2 separate regions of the Mus musculus genome follow, and region 2 is linked to region 1. The links are chromatin contacts, called in public HiChIP or PLAC-seq maps. All regions are on one chromosome and are shown on one strand. The core of a region is the stretch at or near the end of the contact, and the rest is flanking DNA. Distances in the headings are between cores, read along the strand shown.

The links. HiChIP or PLAC-seq counts read pairs in DNA pulled down with a chosen protein or histone mark.
Region 2: a FOXA1 HiChIP or PLAC-seq map of pancreatic cancer cells shows a contact between it and region 1. The contact joins two enhancer-like sites.

What each region holds. Positions count from the first base shown.
Region 1 is chr10:98,371,961-98,378,669 of GRCm38.p6, forward strand. No RefSeq gene overlaps it. Among named protein-coding and RNA genes, the nearest start is that of Gm8633, 23 kb to the left of the region's middle. Within about 2 kb of position 2,496, at least 34 of the 459 cell types and tissues checked have an H3K27ac peak or open chromatin away from gene starts, as enhancers often do. A contact at or near this core is called in pancreatic cancer cells, where this site is marked.
Region 2 is chr10:97,790,999-97,797,707 of GRCm38.p6, forward strand. The region is part of intron 3 of Gm10754 (predicted gene 10754); the gene reads right to left. Among named protein-coding and RNA genes, the nearest start is that of Gm25658, 49 kb to the left of the region's middle. Within about 2 kb of position 3,018, at least 15 of the 459 cell types and tissues checked have an H3K27ac peak or open chromatin away from gene starts, as enhancers often do. A contact at or near this core is called in pancreatic cancer cells, where this site is marked.

The DNA of each region.
Region 1 (6,709 bases), core at 1,246-3,745:
GATTCAGAGAAAATGAATGGCAGGATTCAGCAGTAATGTTTGACAATGGTTATTACTAGGAAAAACAAGTTAATTTTTTTTTCAGTCAAGAGCTTGGATTACTTTGATAATTAAAGTTTTCCCTAACTTTTCTTGCTATCATTTGTACGTTCTTGTTGGAAATCTGTCCTTTTCAGACTACAAATTCAAAAAGGGATGAAGTCATACCTCAACCTGCTCATGAAGTGATGGCCACTTGATGACTATGCATCTACATGTCTGCTCTGACATTGGGCCCACTGTCTTCCCATGGACTCGTCAGTTGGACAGAAACTATTTTGAGGCCATCCCCAGTAAGCTGTGTGTAGAACATTCTCTTTGTATTTCCTCTATCTATCCTGAGATCATAGAGACAAATACCAGAAAGGAAACCCTCAAGCAAGCAAGGCTGCTTCTTGGAGGAAAGGGTTGGAAATTGGTACTAGACCCAAAAGAATCCACTTCTTTGTTATTTTGCTCATAAACAGAAAGTTTTGATAAGATGTTTGATGTATTCCAAGTCTTTCCTGCACCATAAGGAGGTACCACACTAATTCAGTCACTCTTTCCTTTAAACAAATGGCCATTTAGATTTCTCTGTTTTAATCTTTTAGGTGGCAAGTTGTTAACTGGTAGATGAAGCTGGCATTTACCTCTCATTTTTCTTTGGTGTGGCTAATTAAGGGGGCAAATAGTTCCATTTATTGGCTTGAAAAGCTGCTCAAACGTCTGCCTATCTCTTGTACTCAGGATGAGGAGGGGCTATTGTGCAATCTTCCACCGTGAACAATGGAAACATTGACTTCCAAGGCCCACAAGGGCTCCACATGAAATTGTGAAAGACTGGAAAAACTTTTATGAACATCAATCTTGTAAGAAATACAGTAGGAAAAGACATGCTATGATACCGTTTTGGAAGCAAGAACATTTTCACTGATTTGTTTTTGTTTTTGTTTTTATTTCGAACTGCCACAGATAACATAGTAACTATGCATGTTGTGAAAATAGTCTAATTCTGAGTCAGTCCATACAAATTAAAGAAAAAAATAATGATGGAAAAAAATCTATTTGGAAACTCCTGTAGAAATCTTTTCAAAATTAAGTCCCACTTTCTCAGGTGCCTTCCTCTGTTTGGAAGGTCATTTGATCCAGAAGTTGATTTCTCTGAATATCTATTATTGCCTCTCATACAGAAAGCATGAATTTTTAACTCGGTCATAGATGGAAAGTCTAATGCCAAGAAAATAGTTTTCTGAGACAAAAAAATCATTAAAGGCACATAGTGAGCCCAATGGCACTGTATTACTTTTTAAGAAAATGGATTTGTGAGCCCAGGTGCAAGTTGAAGAGAACAACAAAGATAGAGGATGACTCCATTCTCTGGTGAGACATCAAGCAGGCAGAGAACCAAGGATCCACTCTCTCAAGGGCAGGGTTCTTGATGCTAAAGTCTTTCTGTTCAGTGAGACATGAAGGTAAAAGTCAGAGCGCCTTGTGAGTTCTGTAGTTCACATTCCTGTCGAGATTTACGAGCATCACCCACATTGTGCTTGTGGGATAATCAGAATTTATTGCATTTCAGCATCACAGGTTCTTACAAGCTGTAACTTGCTGTTAGTGGCCACAGCCTGGCATTCTGGAGATTCCCTGACCTACTCAGACTGCTTCCATCTCCCTTTGACCTCACATTATTTGGACAAGACAGAGCATTTCTTCTTAGTTGATGTGGAAAGGGGAAAGCAGCTTTTATCATTTTCTGAATCCCTGCCATCAGAAGAAAACAATAAGCCTTAAAGTAGGAGGCTTTTTCAGTGCTCAAATGTAATTTTTTTTGGCTTTGTTTTAAGGACACCCTTTATTCAGCATGAAATACTGATTCTCACCACCTTCCTGGGGGTAAGGGGTGCTGTGAGGAAAACAGCTGTCTTTTTTTTCTCTCTTCCTACTACTATGGCCACTGATGGAGCAGAAGTTCTTACTGTCTGTTGCAGTTTCTTGGATTTAAAACATAGACAATAAAGACCTGTTTGCCGATGACTGCCTAGATTCCGCACTGTACTGATCATGGCAACTGCTGCAGTCGTGGTAGCTATGCAGAGTAAAACTGTTATTGTTGGATTTAAAACACTGACTCATAGTCAATACAAATATAGTCCGAAGTAAGTTTACAGTGCTTAAGGCCTTGTCAAAAGGTCTAGCTCTTTTTTCAGATAATGATGTCCATAGACAGTCAGTATTTTGGTGTGTGTGTGTGTGTGTGTGTGTGTGTGTGTGTGTGTGTGTGTGGTGTGTATTTGTGTGTGTGTGTGTGTATTTGTGTGTGTTCAATTTAATTTCAGTATACACCACCAAGCAATACCCCAGATGCTGATTTTTTTTTAAGCAAGGAGTATCATTAGATACACAGAGCCAGTGAGAGAGATACGTTAAAGAATGGACTGTACAGAAAATGATCCAGTGAGCTGTCAAAGCAAGCTAGAAGTCTAAGGGGAAGCCTGCCCCACCCTTCACACGCTGCAGCTTAGCTCCACTGGTCCCATCTCTTCTCCAGGGGAGTCTCAACTGTGCATTACATTCATCTGACTGCATCAGACCACTTGTGTTATCTAAGATAACTTTTTTCTGAAAACCAACTGATTGTGCTCTCAAATCACAAACTGTAAACACCTTCATGGACACAGATAAATTAGTATTTTAAAAAAATGAGAGGCTTGACACACATAACTGTCTAGAGTAGTGATTCTCAAACCTCCTAATGCTGAGCCCCTTTTTAAAGTTCTTCATTTTATAGTGACCACCAACTATACAATTATTTTGTTTGCTCTTTTGTAACTGTAACTTTGCTACTCTTATGAATCATAATATAAATATCTGTGTTTTCCAATGGTCTTAGGCAACCTTTATGAAGGGTCATGTGACAGTCCCCTTAAAGGGCTTGTGACCCATTTTAAGAATGACTAGTCTACTGGTAATTTGTTTATGAGCATGGCTAGGAATCTATCCTTTATTTGTTTTCCAGATGATTAGTAAATTAAAAAAAAAAAAAAAAAGCTAAGTTGGTAGCCTGGTGACACAGGCTATAAGCTTGACTACTGAGAAACAAGGCAAGCCAGTTTAGTGCCTTATTAGGCTCTAGCTTAAGCTTAAGGCCAGCCTAGGCATCTGAGATCCTTTCTCAAAGTTAAAAAAAAAAAAAAAAAAAAGGCTGCGGAAATAGCTAAGTGTTAAAGTGCTTAGATAGCATTGTGAGGCCCTTCAATATGCACACTGCCAGATTTTCAGAAAGGCAGATTGAGAGACTGGAAGTATAATTTTCTGTTATACATATTTACCAACACAGTGGAGAAAAATTAGGAGAGAAAAAAGCTCACACCTCTAATGATGGAGAGCTTTAAGACAGAAGTGTTCTCTAGGAAATCTCTGGAATTCTAGGCCAACCTCACTAATGGCCCTGTCACATGGAAAACAAGGAAAAAAATTTTAAGCCATAAACTTCAGTATGGTTTTTAAATTGTGATTGATTGTGTTGCACGTAGCTCAGAAAAAACAAACAAACAAACAACAGCAACAACAAATCAGGATCAGGAAGATAGCTCAGTCAGTAAAGCACTTGTGCAAGAATGGAGACCAACCTTCAGATGCCTAGCAGCTGTGAGTAAAATTGAACACAGCAAGTGTGGCTGAAATTGCAGTGTGGGAGAGAAGAGTATTCCAAATACAGGTAGATCCATGGATATTACTGGGCAGTCACCCAGTTAATAATCGCTGAGTTCAGTGAAAGGTCCTATCTCAAAATGTAAGGTAGACTGTGGTAAAGAAAACTAAGGATACTGCCTCTGGCCTTGCCATCCAAGCAATCAGATGGGCACATGCACCCATACACACAGACACACACACACACACACACACACACCATGAAAACATTTCAAAATCAAGATGAAACTATGTAATATTATGCAACAGTGTCTCAATGCTTTTTACTACTTTCTCTGAAGTTGGTTCTCTAAATATTCATTCCATGATGGGTTGACTTCTCCTAAAGACATCCTCAACTTTCCATGCCAATGCAGAGACTGTGAAGTGTTACTGATTGTGTGTGTCTGTGTGTGTGTATGCCTGTGTGTGTCTGTCTGTCTGTCTGTGTGTATGTGTGTGTGTGTGTGTGTGTGTGAGAGAGAGAGAGAGAGAGAGAGAGAGAGAGAGAGAAGTAGAGAGAGAGAGAGAATGGAAGAAAGCACAGGAAAAAAAGAAATGTGACAACTTTAGTGAAGATCAAATCCTGTGGTTACCAGATAGACAGAGAGCTTGAACTAAGGATTATGGGTAACTTCTGTAAGTTAGAGAAGGAAGTAAAACAGACTAGTCACTAGCTTTGGGAAAGAACAAGACAGCTAACATTGATCTTTATTTTGGTCCACTGAAACTCCATTTGGATTTTAGGCTTCCTGAACTATGATGCAATAAGTTTCTGGTTTGATTTGCTTTGTTGGGTTTCCAGTTTTATTTTATTTTCTGTTCTTTTAAACCAGGTCTTACCATGTAAGCCAAGCTGCCCTCAAATCCTGCTTCCCCCTCATGCTAGGAATACACGTGTGGACCATCATGTTCAGTAAATCCTGTTCTTGTCAAGCTACCAAACTGCAGTTATATGTTAGACTTGCAAGCAATGGTCCTGAGGGATCTATATGGTTTATCTTAAAATGCTATCTGTGCCTAATGTCCACTCCTTCATTTGTGCATTGTGAGCTAAAAATATTTAGAATAATGAAAACCACGTCCAGGTTTCTTTGCAAGGAAGGCAAACTAATTATTCCTTCTTGTGGGAAATAAAAAGGGTTTTAATCAACATCTGCAAAGTGTCCATGAAGAAAACAGAACTTTCTTTCATCTCTTTAGTTCTATTTCTTGATATATGTGATTTAGAAACTGGGGGTGACAGTAGAAGAGCCTTGACCATGAAATTCCATCCATGCTGAGGACAGCAAAACAGGCACATGCAAGTGTCAGGTGACCAAAGACTGTGGAGTCAACAAACTAATGCCTGGTCACTTACCCAAATATTTTATTTGTGAGGTAAATAAATTTTTATCTTATTTGAATTTTTAACTTTTCATTAACTCAACTTAGATTCACCTTATTTGCTTTTATTTTTTAACTCAATGTACATTTCTTTTTATGAATAATAGAGAGAAATGTTATATAAAAGTCTTACCGTAGAAAGCTTATAATTCGGGTATTGTCCTTATTATGATGACATCTCAGTATGCATAGGAGTAGGGGGAAATTTATACAGAAAAGAAATTCAAGACCTGAACCACGATCCATTATAACAATTCACACTGAAGAAAATGAACTAAGTTCCAGGAAACCTACATCAATCGATTCCAAGGACGATGCTCCCAGAATCTAGCTACCTAATTTGATCTATAACTCTTTTTTTTGCACTTCTTTTTTTTAATTAGGTATTTTCCTCATTTACATTTCCCAATGCTATCCCAAAAGTCCCCCATACCCACCCATCCCCCACTCCTCTACCCACCCACTCCCCCTTTTTGGCCCTGGCGTTCCCCTGTACTGGGGCATATAAAGTTTGCAAGTTCAATGGGGCTCTCTTTCCAGTGATGGCCAACTAGGCCATCTTTTGATACATAGGCAGCTAGAGTCAAGAGCTCCGGGGTACTGGTTAGTTTATATTGTTGTTCCACCTATAGGGTTGCAGTTCCCTTTAGCTCCTTGGGTACTTTCTCTAGCTCCTCCATTGGGGGCCCTGTGATCCATTCAATAGCTGACTGTGAGCATCCACTTCTGTGTTTGCTAGGCCCTGGCATAGTCTCACAAGAGACAGCTATATCTGGGTCCTTTCAGCAAAATCTTGCTAGTGTATGCAATGGTGTCAGCGTTTGGAAGCTGATTATGGGATGGATCCCTGGATATGGCAATCACAAGATGGTCCATCCTTTCGTCACAGCTCCAAATTTTGTCTCTGTAACTGATCTATAGCTCTTAATTGTTTCACCCAACTTGATATCTCCACAGTAAATACACTTAAAACACACAAAACTTAAAAGGACATATTCAAAGCCATAGTATTCTTCATCCAAGCCCCTAACAATCATGTTTTGCCCATGATGCAAAATACAGTCCCTCTGTCCCAATAGTCTCAAGTTATGAATTCATTTTATCATCATTCAAATCTCAAGTCTTACTTGAGACTCAAGGAAAACTACTTCTTGTCATAAGTCTATAACCTAGTTATGTGTGCATACACAATTCTATATATACATATATATCATAATATTAACTTATTATTAGACTATATAAGTATCATCTATATAATTACACATATAATTTTATATTTTATATATAATACATATATATTATATATTTATTCCCTACCCCAGTATAGAGTATTATCCATCCTTGCCCATGCTGTATACATATATCAGCACCATATATATGGTGCTGATATATATGTGTGTGTGTGTGTGTGTATACGTGTGTATATATATATATATATATATATATATATATATATATATATATATGTGTGTGTGTGTGTGTGTGTGTGTGTGTGTGTGTGTGTGTATGTATATGTGTGTGTATGTGTGTGTATATATATATATATATATATATGTATGTGTGTGTGTATATATATATGTATGTGTGTGTGTGTGTATGTGTGTGTGTGTGT
Region 2 (6,709 bases), core at 1,768-4,267, 580 kb before region 1:
TAAATGCCCAGCACAACATGTGCTGAATAACATTTTGGAGGTGCTTTATCTTATAATGATTTTTTCCGGGACGTTTGTTGGTTTGTTGTGTGTTTGTTTGTTTGTTTGTTTGTTTTAATCTTACAGACTCTTTACTTGGATGTTGGGTTTTGTGCTTACATGGGATTTCTGTCTGTGTGAATGTGTGTTCTTGTGCTTTATTTTGGCTCTTTGTCTTCTGTGTTTGTTTGTTTTTTGTTTTGTTTTGTTTCGCTTTGCTTTTGTTTTATTTCAGTGTGATTGTTTCTATTTTACCTTACTTTGATGCCTATTTGTATTCTAATGAGAGACAAAATTAATACATATATTTTAAAGTGCAGATAATTAATGTGTGCTGCCTTTATCATTCAGGTTTTCATGAAAGAGAGGAAAATGACATGTCACTTGCTGAATTATGAAATCAACAAAAAAACCCTCCATAAATACAGATTAAAAAGTAATGCATATCATCTTGGAAATATAGCTTGGAACAAGTGCTTCTTAAATGTCCTCACTAATGTTTGTTTTCCTTGATGAGCTATTTGAGCAAAATCTCTACTCTGATATGTAAAAGGTACAGCTTTCAAGGCAGTATTTTTACTTAAAAATTTCAGCTATTTTTGCCAATTTATCTGCTATGCTCACCAGACTCTTATGTTTTTGTGCAAATGAAATTGAAGAGACAAGTCCAAAGATTTGAATTAGAATTATCCAGGGACTGAAGTCTAGACAAAATGTTTATGAGACTTAAGCAAAATCATCCCTCCCATAAAACAAGCTTAGAATCTTGATTGAGGCAAGCCTGTGACAGGGGAGATATTTCTACTTTTTACACATTCTATTGCTTTCCCATTTCTTTCCAAATTCAAGAAGGTGTTTGATTTGTTGAAAACCTAGTGGCAAAGATATTTGTGTGAAATGGTTTACAATATCTTTGTCACTGGAAGGACTGATAGGAGCCCTTTGGGTTACTGAAGAAATGAGTCTGCATGAAATACTGCTCAACCTCAGACCTGATTCAGTATTCATCAGTCACACTCTGGGCAGACGCTCCAGTGTAGTCCATCAACACAGAACGTACTTCTTAGTTTGGTTGATTTTTTGCTCTCTTGTTTTGATTGTTGAGCTTTAGTAGAGGTTGTTTTGTTTTCTCTTTAATGAGAAAAAATATGCATTTGGGTGGTTGGAGGATATTGGGAGGTTCTTGGAAAATTATGATAAAATTACATTTTAGAAGTATAACATTTCAAAACCCCAATTTAAAATGAAATAAAAAATTACTATATAAAACCTCAAGAGGAGTAAAAAGTCTACCACCATTGAGGAAATATAAAAACAATACTATTAAGTTTTCATTGAATCGGTGTTTTTCTTTCACTCATATTTCATTCTGAAGATATATTATTTATTGGGATTAATGGCATAAAATAGTGTTATTGTATACGTAAATACATATACATATATAAATTAACAGAGTGATTTTTTAAATAAATATTCAGATAATAAATCAGTTTCAGAAATATTAAGCACATTTAACTCTTTCTGAGCTGCTGTAATTTACTTTGTGCCACATGAAATCACTAAAAAAGTACATTTATTTTAGGAATTATATACTCTGCTTCATAAAATTGGTCACAAAACAATAGTGAAAAATAACAATATAATAAAGTAAGAAATCATAAATAGCACAAGGCAGGCAAAATTACAAAATCCTTGACCTATGCGTTATTTCCTGTGCTTCCAAGGGTATCATTGAGAGATTAGTGTGGGACTTATCTACAGATCAAAATTCCGTGTCTCTGACAAATTACTACTTGCTTTGATCATTCTTGGCCAGTACTCTAGCATCCCTGACTCAGTGTCTCAAAAGAAAGGAGGATAACTACCTCTCTTTACATCCCATGACACTGATCTTCTGAATTCTAAATCTTTAATCACTGATTGACTTTAAATTCATATGTCGTTTGTCAATGCCCTCTCCTTATATATGGTTTTTATGGAAAATTGAGCTGTCCTACAAGGAAATTGATTTGTTTCAGTGAAATGAATGTTCCCCTATCCCTCCCACAGCAAGTCACTAAAAAGAACTGAAGTCCCTCTCTGTTGGAAGCTGGTGGCTTGAAACAATAGCTTCTGCTTTTTGCTAACAACTTGTTCATCTGAAGCATGTTGCTATTGGGTCATGTTGCCATACCTCCTACCTGATTGACCCAACAGACTCTCTATAAAGCCTTCTATTCTGTTTAGCTTAGTCTTATTTACTCAAGTTCCAAGAATAATTGTATTTGTTCTCATTGAAACATCTCATCTGCCAGCCCAATGTATTCTCATTATTCATTACCCTCCACCTTCTTAACTTCCTTCATTGTCTGCCATAGATATTTATAACCCAGGGCAACATGAAAGCAATGATGGTGATTGCTAATTGGGTGTTTCTTGATTACCAGGGAAACTGAAGCATTTCCAATGCTTTACTGTCAAGTTACAGGCTTGCAAACTAGGACTACAACTTCTCTCATTTCAAAAAGGAATACAAGTCATATCCTTGCATTTATTTTTCTTACTTTGTGAGTGATTCTCTATTTCTCCTTGCCTTTGTTCTAAACTTGTATAATCCTGATTTGCTGCAAACCTACTTGTGCCTTTTTGTTTGCCCTGTACAAGTGAACATTGCTAGGATAATGAACACAGTGTTTAGGATAATTATACTTTAAATCCATATACTCAAGTGGCTACTCATACCTTTAAAATGCTCTATTACTCAATTATAATTTTCTGTGTGGCTTACCTATTTTCCATTGTTTAATACAATGAACAATTTTATGTGTGTGTGTGTGTGTGTATGTGTTTGTGTGTGTTCAAATGTTCTTTGTTCTTGCCCTAAAGAAATTTTCATGGTGATCATATTTATGGTAATTACTCTGATTCAGTACTATACTGACTCTGAGTCATATTTACATTATGACTCACAAATGTGTGTCAATCAAATCGGTTATGCGTCAGAACAAACAGAAGGTGGGAAGTCATGTGGTGATATTGGCTTGCATTTCTTACAGTAGAAAGTATACAAGGAGAGTTGCTATTGGATCTATACCAAAAGAGCCTCTCCTAAGCATCAGCAACTTAGAGAAAGTTGTTGAATAAACCAGTGAGAAGAATTGGAGCATAAAAAAGGAGAGAAGGAGGTAGCCCTCACAGACTATTGTTCTCATGTATGTTCTTTAATACATAAGGAGGGAAAATTCACACCTCAGCATGTGAGCAAAGGAAATGATGATAATGAGGAGATACTCACTCAACTGTTTTAAATGGCAAAGGCTTTATACAAGCATTAGGAAAGTCTCCCATGAGCTGGAGTCGGAGGCTACAGGGCATGGGGCAGGGGTATTCAGTCTGAGTTGCATAAAAACAGCAAAACTGAGCCATATCATCTCATCTGTCATTGGGGGAATGACTGTGTAACTTGAAACTATTCAGGAAACAGAGTCCAAATACTGTTCTGATGATCTATGGGAAATATTTGGCTATTATTGGATTGGGATTTAAGACATCATGGAAAGGGCAAGCACTACTAGGGATTTAGGCATTGACAAGTGGTGCTGATGCGGTATTCACCAGGTCAGGTAGAACTGTGTTCACAGAAAGCCTACAGAAAGCCTACAAGTAAGATTAATTCATCAGGGATCTCTAGACTGGTATGGGATTTTGATGTGTTTGGTGATTTTCATGGTGATAAAGGATCTTTATGAGGGAGAGGAGAAGCTGAAAGATATGAATAGCATTGATTAACATGTAAATTTTGTCTACAGATGAAATCAAGAGAGGATGAAAATGAAAACAAAAACAACAACAAAAATCTAGTTTATCCCTGTCACTTGAAAACAAATGTGCAAGGATTCATGTAGAGCTGGAGATCCTAGGGTGAAAAACAAATATCAGAAGTCTAGATTCTATGCTACTGAACTTCACGAAGGCTTTACAGACTAAGCAATCATTTACAGAAGACCTAAATAATAAGATATCAAAGTTACAAAACAGATTAATATGACCCTAGGGGTGATTTATTATCCTGCCCTAAACATATTGCATGTGTTTCTCCCCTGTAAGTAAATATATATAGGCTGTTTACTTAACCCAGGGACCTTTCAGCAGCTAGATGTGACCAATGGACAGGTTGAAGCTTCAGTCCTGACCCCAAAGCTATTCAGTGGCAAGTATGGTTAGCAAAGTAGTGCCACACTCCATCCTACACCTGAAACAGCCAGATTATGACAGGCAAGAATCCCAGAGACCATTTAAGATGGAGATATGTGCAGTGGTCTCTTACCAGCAACAACATTCCATAATGAGAATTGTTGATGGTTCCTGAAAGGTTAGAGTACATTATATTAGGCCAAATAAGTTAGTGCCTGTCATTCATGTCCCTATATGCAAGATTGCTCTTTGTTGGAGCAATTGATAAAAGTAAAGGGATCATGTCATATTTATTAGACCTTTTAAAATATCTGCTTTTCCTTACAAGACGAAATGGCACTATTAGTATGGATAATACTTGGCTTTCAGAGATTCTGCCCACCACCTTAAAAGGTTTCATTATGTAATGCTAACCATTGAATGTCTTGTACATTTTGAAAGCACAGAGGGCAGACGGTGTATTTGTTGTATAAGTTAGATTTATTAGACTGAAAGAATGGATTTACCAGGAAAGTGAGAGCAAGCAGGTCAAGAGAAGAGCAATGTGTATGTGTGTTTGTGTGTGTGTGTGTGTGTGTGTGTGTGTGTGTGTGTGTGTGTGTATACAGCAGAAGGCTTGGTCCATATTATATCTAGATTAATGATCTGGATTAAAGGTGTGTCTTCCTATATCAAAGATCTGTATGAAGAACTATGTTTTTATACTTTGAGGAGAAATACCTCATAGCTGTTCTCTTGACTTTTGGATTTTAGTTAATTTTAGATATAATCACTTTGATGACCAAGAGTAGCCATCATAGGTCCCATACAATTGTTTGGAAATAATTCCAATACCAGTGTTGGAGTATTTAATCATAAGTTATTGTCTTTGGTTGCCAACACCTATTGTGACTATTGTTTGGTTTATGCCAGAACCAGATGATAAGACAGGATTGCCGAGGCCCGCCCACTTTGACTATGGGGCTTGGAATGAGCGGAGGACTCACTGCTCCTGGCTAAAGTTGTCATTCAGGTCACTGATAGAAAATTGTCAGCTGAAGTCCTGATAATTATGGACACTGCCTGGTAGAGTAACAATATTGTCAGGAATGTGTACACACTGGTACAATAATAATATTAATGACACAGGTGCAACCAACTGTTTTCTATCTTGTTCCTTTCAAATTAGACAATGGTCAACTGACTATCAGTTCAAATGGCTACTTATGGGCAGGTCATATGTCCTAATGGGGGACCAGCTGCTGCTTCTATTTCGTTGTTGTTGTTGGTTTGGGGTTTCATCATAGTTAAATGGAGACAGTGCACCTGTAAAAATTGCTTTCTAAAATATTTTTATTTGTAACCACAGATTAGTGCTACCATTACTCTGGGTCTGTCCTGGAAGGAATGATCTTCTTTTAAATTTGTGAAGTATTACAGAGACATAACTAATCAGGACCCTACAAAGAAATGAGTGATACTGTGGTATATTAACTGTATGCACAAGAAGAAAAAGAATCGGACATCTCTTTGACCCTTCCACATGAACCATGACAGAAGAGGGTAAGAAAAGAATGTAAAAACTGGAGGAAGAAATGGCATGCTGTGTAGCTATTTTGTCAGAACTGAAACATTCTCTACTGAAAGGAGGTGGGGCCCTTAAGACTTATAAAGTAAGTAAGCTCTGCTAGGGTCAAGCTCGTAGATTCCAGGGTGTTTCCACTGCATTATAACGTATGGTTATATAATTGGATGTTCTTGTGGGACTCCCAACAGTGGGAGTGGGCTTTGACTCTTCCCCATGTTTGGGACCCCTTTCCTCCTACTCTGTTGCCTTGTCCAACCTTGATATCATGGTTTGTGATGAGTTTTATTGTAACTTGTTGGGCCATCGTCGGTGGATATATTTGGGAAGGTTGTTCTTTTTTTAAAGGAAGCAGAGGAAGCATGCATGGGGCCAAACAGTAGGGAAGTACTGGGGGCAGTGGAGGGCAGGGAAACCGTAGTCAGAATGTAATGCATTTTCCCCATCACCCACAAGAAGTCATACATGAATGTGTGAGACCAGGTAATTGGAGAACGTCTAGAACCAAATTCAACGGAAGCCTTCAGAAGCCCATCTATTAGCCTGGTGACATCTTATGGCTCTACTACCTTCAAAACAGGGCCACAAGTGAAGGACACAATTCAAAGCCTCAGCCTGGCGTGGGCATGTCAAATTCAGATTCTAACATTATCTTATCTTGCCTTGGTTTCCAGGACTCATGAGCATATTCAGGAAAGCAAAGCATAAACATTACATTAATGCTGAGAGCTGCCCCTCACGCTTCCCAGAGCTGGACTGTATGACGTCGTGGCTTTGTGGCTTTCGAGCAGAGTTGGCACTGATCCATGAAAATACGGCAATTCTGCAGACCCAAATAACCAGGGGTCACGTTGTTTGATCTTTTACTTGGTCTATGATTTTTGGACACATTATTTTTAACCTTCTGGGACTTCAATATTCTCTTAATAGTAA